Regions from separate parts of the Pan troglodytes genome. Here region 2 is linked to region 1. Evidence: chromatin contacts called from public HiChIP or PLAC-seq data. All regions are on one chromosome and are shown on one strand. The core of a region is the stretch at or near the end of the contact, and the rest is flanking DNA. Distances in the headings are between cores, read along the strand shown.

Evidence for each region. HiChIP or PLAC-seq counts read pairs in DNA pulled down with a chosen protein or histone mark.
Region 2: an H3K4me3 HiChIP or PLAC-seq map of stem cell-derived excitatory neurons shows a contact between it and region 1, with 4 times the contacts expected there. The contact joins the promoter of LOC101056983 here to the promoter of ZNF496 in region 1. A contact is called at or near these places in 1 of 7 Hi-C or Micro-C datasets (stem cell-derived neural progenitor cells) and 1 of 1 datasets of contacts at active chromatin or transcription factors (stem cell-derived excitatory neurons).

What each region holds. Positions count from the first base shown.
Region 1 is chr1:1,782,296-1,785,375 of NHGRI_mPanTro3-v2.0_pri, reverse strand. ZNF496 (zinc finger protein 496) reads right to left here and starts at 1,701. Exons shown (of 10, transcript XM_016942245.4): 1 at 1,563-1,701; 2 at 90-205.
Region 2 is chr1:1,903,663-1,906,496 of NHGRI_mPanTro3-v2.0_pri, reverse strand. It overlaps LOC101056983 (zinc finger protein 682), which reads right to left and starts at 1,506. Exons shown (of 6, transcript XM_016942170.4): 1 at 1,297-1,506.

The sequences.
Region 1 (3,080 bases), core at 452-2,951:
GTGGTGGCATTTCAACGTGACACTGCTGTTTTGAGCATCCCAGGAAACCAACAGCGCCACATGCAGATGTAATCAAGACGCTCTGGTACCTTGAGTGGCTGGGTCCTCCTGGAGAGATCCGAGATGGGCAGGCCAAGCAGGCCACTATCTTGAAGCTCCGGAGCCGAAGTCACTGTTCCTGTTATTAAGACCTTTACAAATGGAGCTGGAATGACAAAGACATGCATCGGATGAGCCTTCAAGCACATCCAGGAATGGAAAATCCACCCTTCTGGTGGCAGAGGGCCGATGGTGCTGCGTGCTGGATGGACAACCCAGCCAGAATCAGCTTTGCCCAGCAGAGTCTGCAATGGGAGGCAAGGGAAAACATCACGTAAGACAGCTACATGCAGTCTCCCAGGGACAAATAACACCGCATCTAGAAGTATCAGTGGTTTCCTATGAGCCTTCTGCCAATTCTGCCCTGACCTTCAACCTCGCCTCCACCCTATTCTCTATCCTTGCCCTCTTCAAACCACATTGAAGGCAACTGCACACCCGCCAAAGCCCTTCCTCGGCCAGGACAGAAAAGTGGGTCCGTCACTGCACAGCTCAGCCCTCAAAGAACCCCTGGACACTGCAGCTGCCACACCCCCAAGGTGGGACTCAGGGGTCCCTACACCTCCCCGCTGGTGTGCAGACAACTAGCCGACACTTTTGCCACAACTAGGGTGGCAAAAGAGACCAGCAACCAGTATACCTGGCTGGTGTTCATGATTCCCACTTTAGAACGCTGGGCCCGTGAAAGGGCACATGGGGACACTCACAGTCCCCTTCTCTGCCATCAGGTCTCTGTGATCCTTAGGACCGGCAGTGCCTGCCACTCCCCCATCTGCACGAGGTTGTCCAGCGTGGCCGCGTCTTAACCTCCAACAGCTCACAAGGTGGGAAGGGGGACTCGGGCCTCACTCCCATTTCACAGAAAGACAAGTGATGCCAGAAAAGCTACGAAACAACTGAGTGGTTCCAGAAACACCCACTGCTCTGAATCTCTTTGCTTTCCAAAGTAACAACATACACAGAAACCCATATGGGGGCCGTGGAGGCGTCGGGCTGGACGCATTACAGCGCTCCCCACCACCGGATCGCTTCCAGGGCGGCTCCGGCATCTGGAGCCCGGGGTGGGCCCCGCCCGCCCTGCTCGGCGGCCCCCTGCGGCGCCCATCACACACCTGCAGCGCCCAGGACTACTCAGGTCCGCCCCCCCGGAGCACCGGCGCCCACCCGGGCTGCCACTCGGATCGTCTCCAACCAGACGGCCGCGTCCGTCTTTGTCACGGCGGCACCTGGCGCGTGGGAGGCTCGGAGGAGATGCCTGATGAATGAACTAACGTGAGTGAGGCGGAGGAGGGCCCCGCAGGGGCGGAGCGAGCTCCCAGCCTTTCGCGGAGGAGGGACCGAGCTGGATCGGCAGAAAGGGAAGGAGAAGGTCGCTGTGGGCCAGGGAAGGGGGAGCCCGCCCTCCGCGCCCTCGGTCTCCCTCACACGCGCGTCTCCCGTCTCGCCGGCTCCGGGCTCCTCACCTCACAGCCTGGAGCTCCCTCCCGGCGTCCGGCCGAAAACCCTCCTGTGGCGGCGGAAGTCCAGGGCAGCCGTCCTCATCCTCCCAGCCCGCCCGGCCGGGCGTACTCGCTGAGGCGGGGTCTCCGCAGGCGCCCGGCTCCTTTCCCGGCCCGTCCAGACCGCGTCTCCCGATCATCCGGAAAGCCACGGCTCGGCTCGGGGGCAAATGGAGGCGCCTGAAAAACAATGGTGTTGCTTTCTCCCCCGCCCGCACCTTCCTGAGCGCTGGGCTCTGGGCCGGGAGGCGGCGCCGCGGAGGCCGGGCGCGGGCCGAGGAGGGCGGGGCGGGGCCGGCCGCGGGAGCCGGGGTGCACTCACCGCCGCGGCGCGTCCCTGTTGGCGGGCGGCGCAGGCCTGGCCGCCGCGGGAGCCCGCCGGACGCCGAGGAAAGGAAAGGCCGGAGCCCTCCGGCTCCCTCCCCTGGGACACTTCCTGCTCCGCTCTAGGACTGGGGAGGTCTCCGCATCTCAGTGGTTCGCTCCCCCGCCCCCCGGCCGAGGTGTGCGCTGGGGGTGACATCCGACACCCCCGGCCCGCCCCGCTCCGCGCGCGCCTGGGCCTGGCCGCCGGGCCGGGGGCTTTGTGGGTCAGCCACGTCGCCGCGCCCGGGCCTCCCCGCGGGCCCGCCGGTCCGGAAGGTGGGCCCGGGGCTCTTTTCTCCGCTGTTCTCCTTCTCTGGCGCCCCCAGGACACGCGGCCAGTGGACGCCCGGAACGGCCGACCGGGAGTCGCGGCTGGGGATGGAGCGGAGAGAGGAGGCCCCGCGCGCCGTCGGCCGCCTCATTTCAGACTCCCCTGCGACCCCCCCCACGCCGCCAGCCGAAGGCCGGGCCGCCCAGCCCCTCCTGCCGCTGCGGGACGCCGAAGGTAGCGCTCACATCCGCGCCTTCCGGGCCTGGCGCCCACGTGCGCAGTCCCCGGGTTAGGAAAGGCCGCGCATCCGGAGGCCACGCAGAGCCTCGGGGCTTGCGCAGAGGGGCTGCGGTGAGTCCTGACCCTGAGTGGGGGTCACGGGGCTCGTTGCTCGCTGAAGTGAACACGGTTGCCGCTGTGCACAGTGGCGGAGGGAGAGGATGAGGGACTCTGACCCAAGGTTATGTGGCAGTGAGGGGCAAGCAGAAATGAGGGCCTCCGGACCCCACCCCGAGACAGGGCTGCTGGCCGCTGCACTATGCTGAATATAGCCCAAATTCTTACATGGGTCGTCCCCGGGGAATGCTCATTTTTCAGGCTCCAGAGCTTGAGAGAAAGTGCGAACCCGGTCCCTGAGCAGGTCTGATTCCCATGGCCCCTTCTCCATCTGCTCTGCACCGAAATTGGATTCTCCTACTTAGAGGAGAAGGTGGAGAAGATTCTCCGTCTTCCGGAGGGTAGCTACTGCCGGTAGCTCCGATTTCCTTCGGATCCCCTTTCAAGGGCAAGCAGAAGGAAATCAGTTTCTCCAAAGAAAGTGGCCCGGCTGAGTAAGTGGGAACAAG
Region 2 (2,834 bases), core at 257-2,756, 120 kb before region 1:
GGTGAAGACAATCTTCATGTCCTAAGGGGTTAGCTTCGTAAATGAAGGGTAGGACCAGCTTCCTCTCAGCCCCAGGGCATCCATCTGCTCCCTTAAGAGGCTCCACCTCCATCACTGAGGCTGTCCTCTGGGAGGAAAGGAACAACGTGCTAATGTTCACTAAACATGCCTTGAGGTGGGTCACCCCAGGACAATTATGAAACCCAGGCACAGAAAAAGACTGGAGGGTGGCTGAGGACACATGACCTTGTACAATTTCCAAAGCAGAACCTCAAACCAAAGACATTCCGATAAGGTGTCTGTGCCTGGGGAAGATAAAAGAAGAGACACAAAGTTTTTTTTACAGCAGTGTGTCAGGTGATTCTTCTCTGCTCACATAAAATGTTTACAAACAGAAAACAGATGTCTAAAAAAAGTGCCATCCAATGCTCTGTGAAAAAATGATGAAAACACTGTGTGTGAAATGTACAATAAAGGACACATAGGCTGGGGGGACAGGATGGTGGATGTGAGACCGTGCTTGCTACACATTTGGAAACGCAGTGGAAAACCAGTCCCCCTCTGGAGTGTTTAAAATAATTAACTAGCAATCAATTAGACTGAAGTAGCACTAGGACCATCGGTTCCTAAGGAAAAAAATCTAACAGAAATACATGTCTTGTAAATTACTACCTTAGGAAGAAACGATATTCAGCCTGAACCAACCACAAACCTCCAGTTAACCTCTCATTAAATAACCAGGAAATTTCCACCTGGACAGTCCACATAGGGCGACTCCACAACTGTAACTGTAACCGAGTTCTGAATTTGGTTCGCTTCCTTATGCCCCTTACAAAAGCCTTTGCTCCAAGCACCCACAAACCATGACTGGGCGCTCTGCATTGATGAACAGCTCTTTGCTCAAATAATCTCTTTAACGTTTAAACCTTGACTCCCTTCTCACTTTCACCAGGAGAAAGGAGGGCCTGGGACCCCACAGCCCACAGCTCCTCCCACGCAGTGGCTCCTCCTGGGTCGGGGCTCTCCCCCAGGCCCCTGCCGTCGCCACCGCACAGCTGCCAGCGAGGGGACGGGCCGGGCGGAAGTCGAGCACAGAAGCGGACCGGACGCCGGGTGAGGCTGGCGGCCCAGCCCACATCCTGAGGCCAGGGGAAGCTGAGGGCCGGGCGGGTCCAGCGGGGTCTCGGGTCTGCAGACTCCGGAGGGAGCCGTGGGGAGGCCTGGGGCCGCCACAGCCAGTTCCAGCCCGTTTCCATCAGCCCCCTGCCCACCTCGGGACCCCGCCCACATACTCACCATTTCCCAGCTTCCCGGGTGTCCAGGCTTCTTAGCTATGGATCTCCTGATACCTGCAGGTCAGAGGGCAAGAGGCTGTGGCGGCCACCTGAGCTTCCCCGAGCAGAGCACGCCGAGCACAGAAGACGACCCAGCTGAGGCTGGCAAGAGAGACGAAGGCCCCGCCAGATCCCGGAAGCCGCGCCCTTCTGTCCGGCTGCACGCCTGATTGGACGGTTCCTACGTCAGCGCCCCTGATTGGATAGGGCTCCAGGCCCCGCCCCCTCAGTCCCTGAGTGACGGAGGATGTGATCGGACGCTGGGCTGAGGGCGACAAAGTGACAGGTTCTTGGCTGCAGCCTTTTCATGCAGGGCTTCCTGCTTGCGCTGGGCCTGGCCCAGCCCAGGGGGCATTTTCATTTAACCTTTTGTATAAGGTTATATCCATTTATAAATAATATATATATGTTATTCACAAATGAAAATAATATAATGGCAATGATTTTAACATTTCAGATTTTATGACCTTTCTGGCCTCTGGTAGTTTGATCAGGCAGCCTGAAATTTCAAAAAGGAGGCAATCCTTTAAGAAATAAAATGTAAGCCACGTGTGAATTTTAAATTTCCTAGTAGCCACCTTTTAAACATTAAAAGTAACAGGTGAAACTGATTGTAATAATTTATTTAACCCAATATATTCAAAATATTATCATTTCAATGTATGATCAATATCTCAATATTCATCAATATATTAATGAACTATATAATTTTCGGTAGTCAATCTGTGAAATTCACTCTGTATTTCACCTTCCCAGCACGTCTCGGTTCAGCCACATTCCAGGCCCTCAGTACGCACACATGGCCAGTGGCTGTCACACTGACGTGCAGCTCTGAGGGAGGTGAAGGGTCTGAACCCTCATTTCCTTCCAGCAGTGAAAGATCGGTGCCTCCTTATCAACATCTCTCCCCAGGCCAAAGGCTGAAGGGACAGGGCCCTAGAGAGAGCAAGGGCTGCAAAAAGAGAGTGTCCACAGGTAGACCATTGCTGCCCCGCCTGCTGTCCATCTTCCTCCCAAAAATCAGACAGTCAAAAAAAGAACAATGGAGCCCCCAGGAGGACCTAATCCCCAGTCTTCAGGTCTTCCACAGCTTTGACTTCCAAAGTTTAGATATACAGAAAATAGATTAAACAAACTTCTGATATTGGTATTTGGCCTTGGCGCTAATAAACAGGCTATTGGTTGTCTTTTTCCTCCTATGGTGTGCGAGACTGGGTGAGTTTATGCACCAATCACGTGTACACATCTACATGTATCTCTACATAACTCACCACCGTCTAACAAGAGATCCAAATTTAAATAAAGGGAAAAGAAAATCAATACCTATAGGGTGCCTACTGTTTGCAGGTAACTAGTAATCAGTCTCTCATTGAATTCTGACATCCTGTCTGTAATGGGTGTGTGTGTTAGTTAGTTAGTGATGCATAACAAACCGCCAAAACTTACTAGCTCATGATTCTGCTGGTCAGCAATTTAAGCTAAACTCAGCTGGGCAATTCT